Regions from separate parts of the Rattus norvegicus genome. Here region 2 is linked to region 1. Evidence: chromatin contacts called from public Hi-C data. All regions are on one chromosome and are shown on one strand. The core of a region is the stretch at or near the end of the contact, and the rest is flanking DNA. Distances in the headings are between cores, read along the strand shown. Region 1 has its middle 65 kb from the start of Herc1. Region 2 holds the start of Herc1 (HECT and RLD domain containing E3 ubiquitin protein ligase family member 1).

Evidence for each region. A called contact is a pair of places that touch in the nucleus more often than the background predicts.
Region 2: a contact with region 1 is called in a Hi-C map of psoas muscle, with 2.3 times the contacts expected there. The contact joins the promoter of Herc1 here to the enhancer-like site in region 1. A contact is called at or near these places in 3 of 12 Hi-C or Micro-C datasets (kidney, liver and psoas muscle) and 1 of 1 datasets of contacts at active chromatin or transcription factors (oligodendrocytes).

Annotation. Positions count from the first base shown.
Region 1 is chr8:75,728,358-75,735,300 of GRCr8, forward strand. No RefSeq gene overlaps it. Among named protein-coding and RNA genes, the nearest start is that of Herc1, 65 kb to the right of the region's middle. Within about 2 kb of position 3,599, at least 3 of the 93 cell types and tissues checked have an H3K27ac peak or open chromatin away from gene starts, as enhancers often do.
Region 2 is chr8:75,793,430-75,800,372 of GRCr8, forward strand. It overlaps Herc1 (HECT and RLD domain containing E3 ubiquitin protein ligase family member 1), which reads left to right and starts at 2,928. Exons shown (of 78, transcript NM_001420916.1): 1 at 2,928-3,057.

The DNA of each region.
Region 1 (6,943 bases), core at 2,349-4,848:
TGTGGATGCTATTCATGGGGCTAGGGTTGTGGACTACATAGCAAACAGAGATCTAGTCGAACCCCAGTATCTGTCTGTCTCTGCTTCCACACAGCAGACACAATGTGACCAGACACTTCACACACCTGCTTGTATGCCTTTGCTATGATGGACTGTATCCCTTCCAACTGTAAGTCAAAATAAACATTCCTCCTCCTCCCCCTCCCCCTCCCCCTCCTCCCTTTCCCCCTCTTCTTCCCCCTCCTCCCCCTCCTCTTCCTCTTCCTCCTCTTCCCTCTCCCCCTCCTCCTCCTCTTCCTTTTCCTCCTCCTCCTTTATTCTTTTGAGACAGGGTCTCACTAGGTAGCCTTGGCAGGCAGGTCTGGAATTAGTTCACAATGTAGACCAAGCTGACCCCAAACTCACAGAGATCTGCCTGTTTCCAGGTGCGAGCCACCATGCCTTGCTTTAAGTTGCTTCTGGTCAGGTGCTAGGTCACAACCATGAGAAAAGTAATTTGCATATGCCTTTACAGGAAGTGAGCACAGACAATGAAACCATGGCAAAGCCTTTCTTGCTCTACATGCACATCCCTAGATCAAGAACAGACGGGCCAGGATAAATTGTGATTATTTAGACCTAAGGCCTGGCGCCTTAGTGCCTAAGGCACAATTGGTTTTCCCCAAAACTGCTAGGAGGAAGCTGAGGTCTTTGCTGAGAGAAAGGATGTTGACAGAGGTGTGTGGCACCTCCCTCCATGCTTGCTATAGGTGATGGTAGGCAATGTCTCTTCTCCTTCCTCACTGGACACATGCCCAAGAGGTGGGCTTTTCTGCTCCTGCAAAGCCTGTAGGTACCTACCTCTGTTCTCTAGGAAGTGTCTTCTGGCAGATTGTGCTTACTGTGTCTTTAATGTCAACACTTAGGGGGCAGAGGCAGGTGCATCTCTGTGAGTTCAAGATCAACCTGGTCTATATAGTATGTTCTGGAAAGGGTTACATAGAGACACCTGTTTTCAAGAAAAGAAAAAAAACAGTCTTCTAGTCTAGGCTTGCAGTATTGATCTGAAACCCTGGCCTGAGAGTCAGGCTAGGTCTCAGAGTTTGAATGACAGGTATGGCATCTTCTTGGTTGGGTTATTTTTTTCTTAAACCAAGGCATTGGGCCTCAGTTTTTCCACTTATATGATGGGGGCATGACAATGTCTTCCTCACAGGGCTTCTATGACTCTATTCAATTGTATTAGCTAATGCATGCCGGGACTTAGTGTATTGCACTCAGAAAGTGGCTTCTGTCCTAACAACTGTGCTTTAAGGATGGCCATAAGACATAATTTTATTAGTGAGTAAACTGGTGCAAATGGAAGAAGGGGGTGGGGTTCCCATAGTGTTGCTGCCTCTGCCAACCACTCTGGTGACTGCTAATGTATGATGAGCAAGACCCTTGGCGTGACATACCTCTTGCTTATGTCCTTTGGTTTTCCCCAGTGCATGCTGGGGGCTGGCTGGCCCACATCCTGAACATTCTGTGAGCCGTGGTTGATTAGGAAACCTCACTGCCCAGTTGCAAAACGCCTTCGCTTTCCACCTGTCTGGCCCCTTCAGCTGCCTACGGCCCGATGCAAAGGAGTTTTGCTAGAGAGCAGCAGCGACTGCTGTCTTCTCACCTGCCTGCCTGTGCCTCCCCAAACCCCACCCCACAGATTGTGTTCTAGCCTCGCACCAGGTCTTTATTGCCTTTAGTTCTCACAGCAATCCCGAGAAAGCTTTATCTTATGGTTCAGGAAACTAAGGCTTCGAGGGGGGAAAGCATTTGTTTTGTTTGCATTCCGAGACAAGTGCTCACTACCATAGCCTAGGCTGGCCTTGAACTTGCAACCCTCCTGCCTTGGCCTCCCCTGAGCTGGGATCCTAGGTGTGTACCATGCCCACACACTTCTGTCTTTTTTGCTTCCTAGATGTCATATAGTGAGCAGCTTCTGTCATGATGTGAGGTCTCACAAAGACCCCAAGACATCAGAGGCAGGAAACTATGGACCTAAACTTCCCAAACTGTGAGCCCAAATGACCCCTTCTTCCTTTTCTGTTGATTATCTTAGGCTTCTGTCACAGCAATGAGAAGTTGGTAGTCTGAGGACTTTTGTAGGCTCCAGCACTGCATAAACCATACATGCTGATACATGCTTGCAATCCTGGCACTCTGCAGCCAGAAGCAAGAGGACCAGGAATTCAAGGTTATCTTTTGCTACATAGTGAGTTTAGGCTAGCCTGAGCTATATTACTCTGTTTTAAAACAAAAGAAAACTAACACATCTGCATCTCCACCCCCCTGTCTCCAATGTATATGGGTGTTTTGCCTGCAAATAAGTGTGCACCATGTGCATGCAGTTCCCACAGAAGCCAGAAGAGGGCATCAGATCACCTGGACTTACTGACAGTAGTGCATACTCCAAGGATGCTGGAAGAACCCTTGTCCTCTGGAAGGACAGTCAGTTCCATTAACCACTGAGCCATCTTTCCAACCCAGGTTCTGCACCCTTGAGAAGATTTAAAAGGGAAGAGATGACTCTGATGCTAGGGGTGAGAGACCAATAGGCTCCCAGTCATCCTCTTTCAAGGGCATATGGCCAACTTGATCATTTGTTTTTCTGAGTGCCCCCAACTTCTGGCCTATCCCTGTAATTTCTTATCTATTTGGTTCTCATTCAGGGAGTGGGGGATGGGAAGAACAGGGACTGAAGTCTGCTTTCCAGGGGCAGTCTTGCTTGATGGAGCACCCCTGGGCAGCACTAGGGATACCTGACCCTCCTTGTGGGGCTGCAGCTGCTTTGGAGCTCCTTCTTCTCCATTGCCAGGTTTTTCTTTTATTCCTTGGCAGCTGAAGAAAATACACGGGGAGAGGGCAGTGAGGGCGTTACTGGGCAAAAGCGCCTGCGGCCAACCTGGATGTACTTAGTCTCATCCCCAGGATCCAAATGGTGGAAGGACAGAAATAACTTTTGCAAATTGCCCTCGGACCTCCACACATCTGCTGTAACATGCACACGTGCACACATGGACACACGAGTGCACACATACACACACACTAAATAAATTTCTTCTTCCTCAACATTTCCAAGGCTTGAACCTGCATAGCAACCAAGCTGCCTTCTCTAGTGTCAGGGGAGAGCTAAGTGATCAGTTGGTAATTCTAGGAAGAGAACTCATGTTTAGCAAGACCCTGTTATACAAAGGCATTGTTCTAACTTTATATGTACGTTCCCTGACTTGTTCCTACCACCTTTGCAGAGGAGGAAGTGGAAGGCCTTGGAAGTTATGCTGTATCAGACATGGCTAGTAGATAGTGGACCAGGGTTTGGCTCTGGACTTGGAAGTCCATGCGCTGTTACTGTAGGCTGCCTTTGAGGGGCTCCTTGGTGACAGAGTTCATGAAACTTCAGGAGTTGTGTGGCATCCTACCCACACAAGACAGTCCTGGGCATTCATTAGTGTCTACCGAGACCAACCTCAGCCAGTTTATGGGCACGGTGCCATGTTGCCCATTGTCGAGCTCATAGGCACGCCCAAAGATTATTCAGAGAAAAGCTTGGAACCTTACAAGACCATGGCCACCAGGTGGCACTGCAAGGGCTGACATCTTTTATTCCTAGATCTGAGAGCCAGCAAGATATACCGGGTTCCTAAAACAGAGGTTCAAAGGAAACGAGCAAACCAACCAACCACAGGCCAAACCCTTCAGAATCTGGTTTAATGTTTTACATAGACTTTGCGGAAATCTGCCAAGATTTTTTTTCTTAATGCTTTAATTTTCAGAGTCAGTTAAATGTCATCTATGTAATTCAGGAATTTTCGAGTATAAAACAGGAGCTGGGGTTGTAGCTTAGTGCTAGAGTACCTTCTTTGTATGCACACAGCTCTGGGTTCAGTCTCCAGTACACACACACACACACACACACACACACACACACACACACACACACACTGTATAAAAAGTATGTGGGAAAAATCAACTCTTCAAAATATTTACTGCTATTAGTTATTTGTGAATCCTTCTAAATATTACACATGTAAACATAATATAAACTCATCTCTGTATAAGATTACATATGAATATATATTTTACATAGCAATGTGTATATATAAATTCATATATATATATATATATATATATATTCCTTCTTTTAAAACAGATGGTTGCTTAAAAAAACTTGCTTTTTGGGAGACTATTAAAATGGCTCATAGGAAAAAGATACTTGCTTCCAAGTCTGATGACCCAAGTTCCATCTCCAGATCCAAATGATGCAGGGACGCCAGCCAGGCATGACGGTGCCTGCCTTTAATTCTATCACTCAGGAGAGTGCGTTACAGGCCAACCAAGGCCACATAGTGAGACCCTGACTCAAAAACAGCAACAGACTGAAATAGCAACTATGACATATGAGTGTGCATGTGTGTGTCCTTTCCTTTTAGGGAGAAGAAGATCCACCATAGTCTTCTATTCAAGACTCCCTACCATTTAAAGAAGAAAAGTTAGTGACGGTAGCCATACTTTGGTAATTTGCAAGCAGGATGAGAGATGTAGACATTAAAAAAGACAGAAAGCAAACATATTTTAAAGTAAAACAGGCCCAATTCATACATCTTTGTTTTCCAGCAAAAACCAAGGTGAAACAAGTAAAAGTGTTAACAGGCAACAGAGGCTGGTTTTATGTAGAACTGTACCCTCAGCTGTAATCCTTTTATAATTCAATTGATTTGTTTTTGTTTTTTAAGACAGGGTTTCACGTAGTGCAGGCTGGCTTTGAACTCATATGTACCAAGGCTGATCTTGGATCTTCCTGTCTCCAGCTCTCACGTGTTGAGTGTAAAAGGTGGTGCCACTGCATCCAGGTTACAGGGCGCTGGGGATCAAATCCAGGGCTCTGTGTATGCTGGGCAAGCACTCTACCAACTGGGCTTAATTTCCAGCTTGCTTGCCTTATAGTTTTGAATTATATTATTATTATTATTATTATTATTATTATTAGTGTGTGTGTGTGTGTGTGTGTGTGTGTGTGTGTGTGTAATGCAGGGTGGGGGACAATGGGTATCAAAGGACACCTTTTGGGAGTCAGCTCTTTTCTCCTACTGCTGGCTCTGGAACCTGAACTCAGGACATCAGATGTGCACCTGCTGAGCAGCTGCTTGATTTTTTTAATTGGCTAATCTCAGATTGTGGCTTTGGAGATGTTTTATACTCTGTGTCATTGGCTCTCTGAGCTTGTCATCTGTCAGTGTTTTCGGTAAGCTTTCAGATTGGTATTCTTGATTCTTGTTTGCACAGAGTGTCGGAAACCTTCAGTCATTATGCTGTCCCCGATCAGCTTTCAAGTGGCGCTGCCCATGTGACTTTTCAGAAATTACAATTGCACGATGTTTGTGATAATTACTGTGGATTCTTTCCAGAGGTTTCTCAGCACTTTGGCCTTTAGTGGACTTTGGGAACAGAGCCACAGCCTCCTGTTATCTGATGATGCCCAACTGCAGCTGCACATTTTCTAATCCCCTGGGGAGGCAGGCGTAACAGCTACTGTTCCCCAGCCATGGTGACCTGCAGGCCTTAACTCAAAGGCCTATTTGCCATGGGGTAGGATAATCCTGTTACATAGTATACATACTGGGTCACAACTTGTTTTTTCACTGAACAATATAGACATTTTTGTCAGTTTGTAAAAGCCTCATTCTTTTGGGGATTATAACACAATTATATTATTTTCCTCTTCACCTTCATTTCTCCTTTCTCTCTCTTTCTCTCTCTCTCTCTCTCTCTCTCTCTCTCTCTCACACACACACACACACACACACACACACAACCAATGCCAATAACAAAGAAAAAGAGGTCATAATTTTGAAAAGTGTGTGTGTGTGTGTGTGTGTGTGTGTGTGTGTGTTCAAATATTCCTAAATACATAAATACAACCCGGTCATTTCAGTTCATATAAGATTACTTGCGTGTAGATGTTTTTATCATTTGTTTGTTTGTTTGTTTTTTCTGAGACAGGATTTCTCTGTGTAGCCCTGGTTGTTTTGGAACTCACTCTGTAGACCAGTCTAGCCTTGAACTCACAAAGACCTGTGTGCCTCTGTTTCAGGAAATCTGGGATTAAAGGCATGCACCACCACTGTCAGGCATTTGGGTATATTTTTAAGGCTGACTACTTGGTACTGAATAACGAATTTCCATGCTCTTCTCTATGGAAGACTCTTATCCATCCTCTCGGCATCCCTTAGCAGCCTGTAGTTCTTTGTCCAGAGCTGAGGCCTTGCAGGATGTCGCCGTCCACGTTAGCATGACCCTTAGTTCGCCCTTGCTCAAGTCATGTTTGGGTAGCCATGTTGAGGAAACTTCATGGGTGAAGCTTCTGACTTTTCTAGGAGTCACATCCCACAGCAAACTTGTTTTTTTTTCTGGTTCTTACAGTCTTTCCGCTCTCTCTTCCACAATGGTCTCTGAGCTATAAGTGCAGGAGCTGTGCTGTAGGTCTATCAGTTGGGCCCGGGCTCCACAACTCTGCATTTAGATTGGTTGTGGTTTTCTGTAATGGTCTCTGTCTGTTGTAGAGAGAAATTTCCTTATGAGAGTTGAGAACAAACTGTGGAGTGGTCATTGTTGATTCTCCTCCAAGACCATGACTTCAACCTCATTCTTCATCATACCATATGTTGTTCTATTACAGAGATATAGTGTTTTGGGGTTTGCTTGTTTGTGTTTTGAGACAGGGTCTTTCCTAGGTTGGCCTGAGACTCATAGTCCACTTGCCTTAACCTCCAGAGTTCTGGAATTAGAGGTAACAGTACACCTGACTCTCTCTCTCTCTCTCTCTCTCTCTCTCTCTCTCTCTCTCTCTCTCTCTGTGTGTGTGTGTGTGTGTGTGTGTGTGTGTGTGTGTGTGTGTGTGTGTGTGCAGGTCAGAGGTCAGTGTCAG
Region 2 (6,943 bases), core at 1,678-4,177, 64 kb after region 1:
GGAGGGTAGGTTGCATTTCTTGAGGACTCCTGTCTGTGGACTCCTGCATTGGTATGTTTCTGTTTTCAGAGTCATGGTCCAACACATTCTTAGAATCCTTTTAGCTTTTCCCTTTCCCCCATTTTTATTCTTCTCATTTTGCTTCCAACTTAGCTATAGTTTTCGTTTAAGAGCTAAGCATATCCTATAGGCAGATGCAAGATGAAACGGCATATTCTTCTGACTTTCCAGTTCCTGACTGATGAAGTACAGAATGTGCCATGAGATGGCAATGATGCCATGTGCGGGTGGGGGTGGGGGTGGGCATCGGGGTCGGGGGGTGAGTTGCCTCTCTGGTGGGGCCATTGTGTATGGCTCAGAGTGCTAACAGGACAAGGATCCATTATGATAGTGAGGCCTTGGCCCTGAGGACACATTTCCATTTTTCTAGGGAAGATCTATGTGAAATGAGGTGGTAGAGGAGGGAGGCTGATGTTGATCAGGCTTTCACAAGTGAGTTGAGCACTTGTGTTTGGAAAAAGTGTCATGGCCAAAGTAATGGTGAAAAGTAGAGTTTCCTTGCCGACATTAATTCCTAATTGTATGTGGGATGGAGAAATGGCTCAGCTGTTAGAGCACAGGCTGTTCTTTTACAGGACCCAGGTTTGATTCCCAGCACCTACCTTGTAGCCCACACAGTGGTGGGTAATACCAGTCCCCAGGGGATCTAGTGCCATCTTTTAGTCATTGTGGACACTGCATGCAGGTGACATGCAGACATGTATACAGGCAAAACACATACACAAAAAATAAAAATAAGTGAGAATTTTAAGAAGTAATTGTTTGCCGTTAGACTCAGTCATATTTAGTTCTTTGCATATGTCTCCTAGGGAGGAAGCTAAATGAAGGGCAAAGGAAGAAATTCCTTTAAAAATTTTATTATTTGTTTTTAATTATACCTATGTATATGTGTGCATATCTGTATGTGGGTATGCACATGTAAATGCAGCTGCTTGCTAAGGCCGGAGGTGTCAGATCTCTCTGGAGCTGGACAGTTGGGAGCCTCCTGATATAGGTGCTGGGAACAGAACTCAGGTCTGCAAGTCAGTGAGTGGGAGAGAGGGAGGGAAAGGAGAGGGTAGGTAAGGGGGGGAGGGGGTAGAGAGAAGGAGAGAAAGGAGAGGGGGAGAGGGAGAGGGGGAGAGAGGGGGAGACATATAGAGAGAATGAGAGCATAAGATGTCTGGATTATATAGGGAGTAGCCTCTGGAGGAAGGGCAACCCAGCCCTTGGGCTGGAAAGTTCATGTTTGGGGGCAGGGGATGACAGGTAGGAACTGAGGGATGCTGGAGAACCTGGAGGCCAGGTTTGCTTTGATATGAAAAACATGCACCTCAGTCCCTTGTCCCCAGGTCCAAAACCAAATATCTGGAACCATAAAAAGAACTAGCAACAATGACCTCACTTCATGCTAATCTGCTTCTCATATCTTGACTAGAATACACATCTTATACACAGATTATGCACCATTAGATGTTCCACTTATGGGTTATCTCATATCTATCTGAAACGTTGCATTTTTTTTTTTTTACTCCCTAGAGGAACCTTGTAATAATTAATATTCTAAATGAACAGATTAGGAACTGAGGTGGGGGGAAACCAAGTAAGTCATTCAAAGCCACATATAAAGTTTAGAGTCCAAGCTTTTGTCTTGGGCTAAATTTGTATGATACACATCTCCAATTGAACCAAAGGAGTGTATGTTGTCTCCTGCCTATGCCATATAGATATGTATTTTTCTTTTTCTTTTTGAGACAGGGTATCACTATGCAGTCCTGGCTGGTCTGCACTCAGTATGTGGACCAAACTGCCATAAATTCACAGAGATTGCCACCTCACCCAGCTGCTTATACCACGTATATGTGTATGGGTTCAGCAAAACATTTTTTTTTTTAAAAAAATTTTATTTAGACACCCTCCAACCCCCAATGTCTTTAGTCCCAGCACACTGGAGCAGAATCAGGCAAAACCTCGGAGTTCAAGGCCAGCCTGGTCTTCAGAGAGTTCCACTAATTTATGTGTAGGTAAATGCACGAGTGCAGGTTCCTGCAGAGTTCAGAAGTGAATTCACAAGTGGTTGTGGACATTCTGCCTTGGGTGCTGAGAAGTGAGATCTCTCTCCAGGAAAACCTTTTGCTGAAGGTAGCTACAACGGTGAGATTGGGAATCCTAAGTACAGAGGCATTAAACAATTTGAGCACCTACATCTATGTCAGACGTTGGGATAGATAGATGACCAAGCTAGTCCGTGTCTTCAAAGTGCAACACTGTATAGGTCAGGGTCATGATTTATACTTAAGGTCAATCCTTCGGTGTTCCTCAGACAGGGCAGAAGTTGGTCAAGTTAAACACTTGCTTGGGTGTAAACTTAACCAGTCAGAAGGTTAAGGGCAGACGGTAATGGGAGATAAAGGGAGTAGAGCTACCGTCGCACAGCCGAGATAAAGGGGTGTGGCCGGGCCCCACCTTTTCCTCACGGTCTTCGGCAGCCCCGAGGCCTCGGCAGCCCTCGGTCCTCGGATCCTCATGCGGACTGTCCCGTGCTCATCCTGGGTACATCCATTCTTGCTGGATCCTTCAGCGCCCTTTGTGAAATGTCCCTAGTTGTTAGTCCTCTAGGGCACACGTGACTCCGCGAGGACTCAGAGGTAAGATAGATGGGGCGGTAGAGTGTCCCTAGAATCCTCACGGGGAGGTTTCCCAGCCCCCAAAGTTCTCATCGCTTTCCCATTAGTGCCTAAGCTGTCATCTTCTCTCCCTTTTCCTCGCAGGTTGCCTCCCCCCACCTGCGCGAGGCCTGGAGTAGGCAGGACCAGCGCTCCTGATCTCGCGAGAGTTCCCCACAAGTCCCGCGAGACTCGCCTGCCGCTGCCGCCGCCGCCTCTTACGTCTTTCCCTTTGACAAGTCGCCGCCGCTGCAGCAAAAATATAAAGGACGCGGCTAGCGCAGCCGCTGGCCAGCCGGGTGCCGGGTGCTGGAGCCGCACCCCACCGCCGCCAGCTCCCGATCTGCTCACGGTAGGTAACACTTCCTCTTTCGCCATCTCCACCTCCCGAGTGTGCTTGGCTGACCCGACCGAGCCGCTCGGGGCCGTTCCGGGGCCGCCTGCCGAGTGGGGCTGCCGGCTCCCAGTGGATGGCAGGCGGAGGCCTGAGGAACCCCTGGTCCCTGGGAAGCCTTTTAGAAGCCGTGCCACCCGTCTGAGGGCCGAGGGGCCCGCCCCTGAATAAGCTTGCAGTCTGCGCCCCTCCGCTCCTCAGGGGTCGCGTCTGTGACCTTCTCCCCTTTATCCGCTAACGAGCGCTGCTCCCTCAGCTGGGACTGGGGCTGGGAGCGGCTCTCCGCGCTCTTTATCTTGGGGAGAGTCGCGACTCCGGTGCTTCCAGTCGCCGGCCGACTTCGGAGGTGTGGAGGTTAAGACCATGTGTCTTTTCTCGTTGTCTGTGTTTTTGGGTGGGGGCAGCTCATCCTTTCTGTAAACCTTCCTCTAAATCTCCCATCGGATAAAATAACAATTTCTAAAGCCCTTGCTACCTGGAGCGGAGACGAGGCGACAGTTGTGTTGTCTCCAGGGTAAGAGGTGGATGGTGATGATGACAGGAGCTAACCCTGGGAACCGTGATGGGTGGCAGGTTCCCGGGAGACACGAGGACAGGAGCTTAGTACTTACCTCTCTCAGGAGGTTATATAAAGATGCGATGTATGTATGTATGCATGAATGTATATATGTATGCATGTATGTATGCATATATGAATGCATGCATGCATGCATGCATGAATGCGTATGTTAGCTGTGGAGCACAGGGACAGAATCTCTATTTGCGTTAGTTTTAAAAACGCGTGTAATACTTTGAAGGTGTATATAGGTAATAAAATAAGAGTGATGAAATTCCAACGAATTAATAACCTGTCTCCAGAGGTAGCATTTCACTGATAATATTTTGGTATATTTCTAACAGACCCTTTGTTTTTTAGTAGTACTTGGCTTGTGCTTGAATGGTACCTCCTTATGGATGTTCCCAAAATGATTTGTTTTATTTGAGTCATTCCTTTGGCCCACTTGTTTAAACCCGGTTATATGTTCATTATCACTGGCTGTTCCCCGCCATCACTGTATTTCATTGCTCCTTCTTCCAAAATAATTGTTGCTCAAATAGCTTTAAAAATCAAACTTTAACATTGTTTTTTTTTGAACATAATAACCGAATATTTTTATAGGTCTGTTTGTGATGAACCTCTAAATTGGGCCAGTGTTTTTATATAAAGCAAAGCTAATTACGATGAGAAAAAATAAGCTTCAAGTTTTAAAAAAATTGATGGCGATGTACCTTTGATTATATGTTTACCTACCTGTGTGTTTATACAAGCAAAAGTGAAAGTACTGCGTGTCTGTATTGTGCATAAATGCACTTATGTGATGCATATTTGTCCTCTGCACCTGCATATTTTAGAAATAAGCTAAAGTATTTTGTCATGTTATTTGAGAAAAAACAGCATAAGGTAGGACAAAAAACAGTTAAGTATAATATTTTTCCCGGAAGATATCTAGGAAGGTTGGAAACTTGGCATCTTTGAAGAGTAGGATAAATTATCAGTAGTCATTGAAATGGATGGCCTTTTAAGGCCTCTTGGAATCAGCAACTTTTATGAATTTTGCTTCCCCTAATGTTCTTATCACTTTGCTTCTTAAATTTCTGGTCTTGCCACGGATCCATTGATTTGCTGGTCATGTATTTTCTCTGTGCAGTTGTGCTGGGAGAAGGCAAATGCAAATGTATCACTTAGTCTTCTCAATGTAAATATATGTGAATATACCATTTTATTTAAATGGACAGCACATTTAAAGAGAATGTGCTGATTTTTGAGTCGGACTGGTTAGTAGAAGATGCATGTAATAAATAGTGAAAAGTCTTAGTGGTGGGAACAAAATGCCTGGCTTCAGTGGGCAGCTGATTTTAAAGTGGACTTTTAGAATGTAAGTGATAATGTTGATACTGTATTTGGGATAAGGTAGAAAATTGTGTTAGCATACTTGTGAAACAAAATTTGAGTTTTAGGTAGAGGCAGAATGATCAAGATTTTCAGGGCAGTCTTGACTATGTGGGAGATACTGTCTCAAAAAACAGTGAACAGCCCTTGAAAATTTTGTAGGTAAACAACCATAAAAGAAACAAGTAATTGAACAGAATTATTCTTTATCGTATATAAAACTTTGCCTTAATGTACCCACAAAACAGGTTGTTAGGGATACCTTCTAAATATTATCAAGATTTTGAACAGAAAATATTGGCTGAGTCATCTAAAAAGGAGATTGTAAAGTCAGCAAAGTCACTAAAACTATTTTTTTTAAACTAAAGGAGCACAAAATAGATACTTAATAGATGCCCTTCTGATTATTTTATTTTTTTTTTCTACTGGCTCTTATAAATGAATGGGAATATTAAATTCCAGAGGAGATCTACCAGCAAAAAAATATGATGCCTGAATCAGATGATGGTGAGGTTTAGTTTTATGTTTTTCTTTTTGATACAGGAGTTTGTGCAGCTTAGGTTGATTCTGACTGTAGCTGAGACTGGTCATGAGCTCCCGATCCTCCTGCGCTTCTCTCTAAGTCCTGAGAATCCTGAGAATACAGGCACTCAAATGCCACACTGGCTTGTTCTGTTCCAGTTTTGGAGATGGTGCCTTACTTTGTTGTTCAGACTTGTCTTGAACTCGTAGAGATCTGTCTCTGGGTCAGAGAGCTGGGAGTCATTACTCCTGGCCAATTTCTAAGTTTCTCATGACTTTTTGAGTATTGTTTGTTTGTTTGTTTTTATTTTTTGTAGAAATACTCTGGTTTTTGGCTCATTTGATATTTTTCTCATGATTGAAATTTTGCATGTTTTGATTATAAGATTGGCCCATGGTTTTGATGTGTTTGGTTACTAATGATATATTTTTTCTTTGTTTTGTTTTTCCATATGAAACTGAGAATTGTTCCATATGAAAAGGTCTCTAAAGAATTGTGTTGGAATTTTGATGGGAAAATCTGTAGATTGCTTTTGATAGGATGGCTGTTTTCACTATATTACCTCTACCAATCCAGAAGCAAGACATTTCTTCTTCTTCTTCTTTTTTTTTTCTCTAGAGACTAGAATTTCTTCTCATACAGGTCTTTTATTTGCTTGGTTAGAGTTGCACCAAGATATTTTATATAATTTTGGCTACTGTGAAGCATATTTCCCTAACTTATATCTTAGCCTGTTTATTGTTTATATAAAGGAGGACTACTGAATTTTCTTTTAGTTTTATTTCCAGCCATGTTACTGAAGGTATTTATCATCTATAACGGTTCTCAGGTAGAATTTTTGGGGTCATTATGTATACTATTATATCATTGAATACTAATGATATTTTAACCTTGATCATTTGTTCTGGGTAAGGGTGCTATTTTTTCCTTTTGTATTCTCTTTGATATATTAATATATATCTTGTAGGAGGTTCTTAAAAACTATAGATTTTTCCCTCAAACTTTCTCCCCTTGTTTGTATGTTAGCATGCACGGTTGTAATTCCTTTATTCTTATAGGAATTGGACTTCATCTCTCAAAGGACATTTGTTAATTCAGTTATTTATATCACTATGGTAGTGTGGGTATTCAGTTGATTCTACAGACTGTTGTCTGATATGATGATATTATGCTGTTCACATTGTTTCAGCTTTGGCCACTGTGTGTGTGTGTGTGTGTGTGTGTGTGTGTGTGTGTGTGTGTGTATGGTGTGGTGTGGTGTGGTGTGTGTGTGTGTGTGTGTGTGTGTGTGTGTGTGTGTGTGTGTGTGTGGTGATTAAAGGACAACTTGTAGGAGTTGATTCTCTTCTTCCACCATGTGGATTGATCTTGAGGACCCAACTCAGATTGAA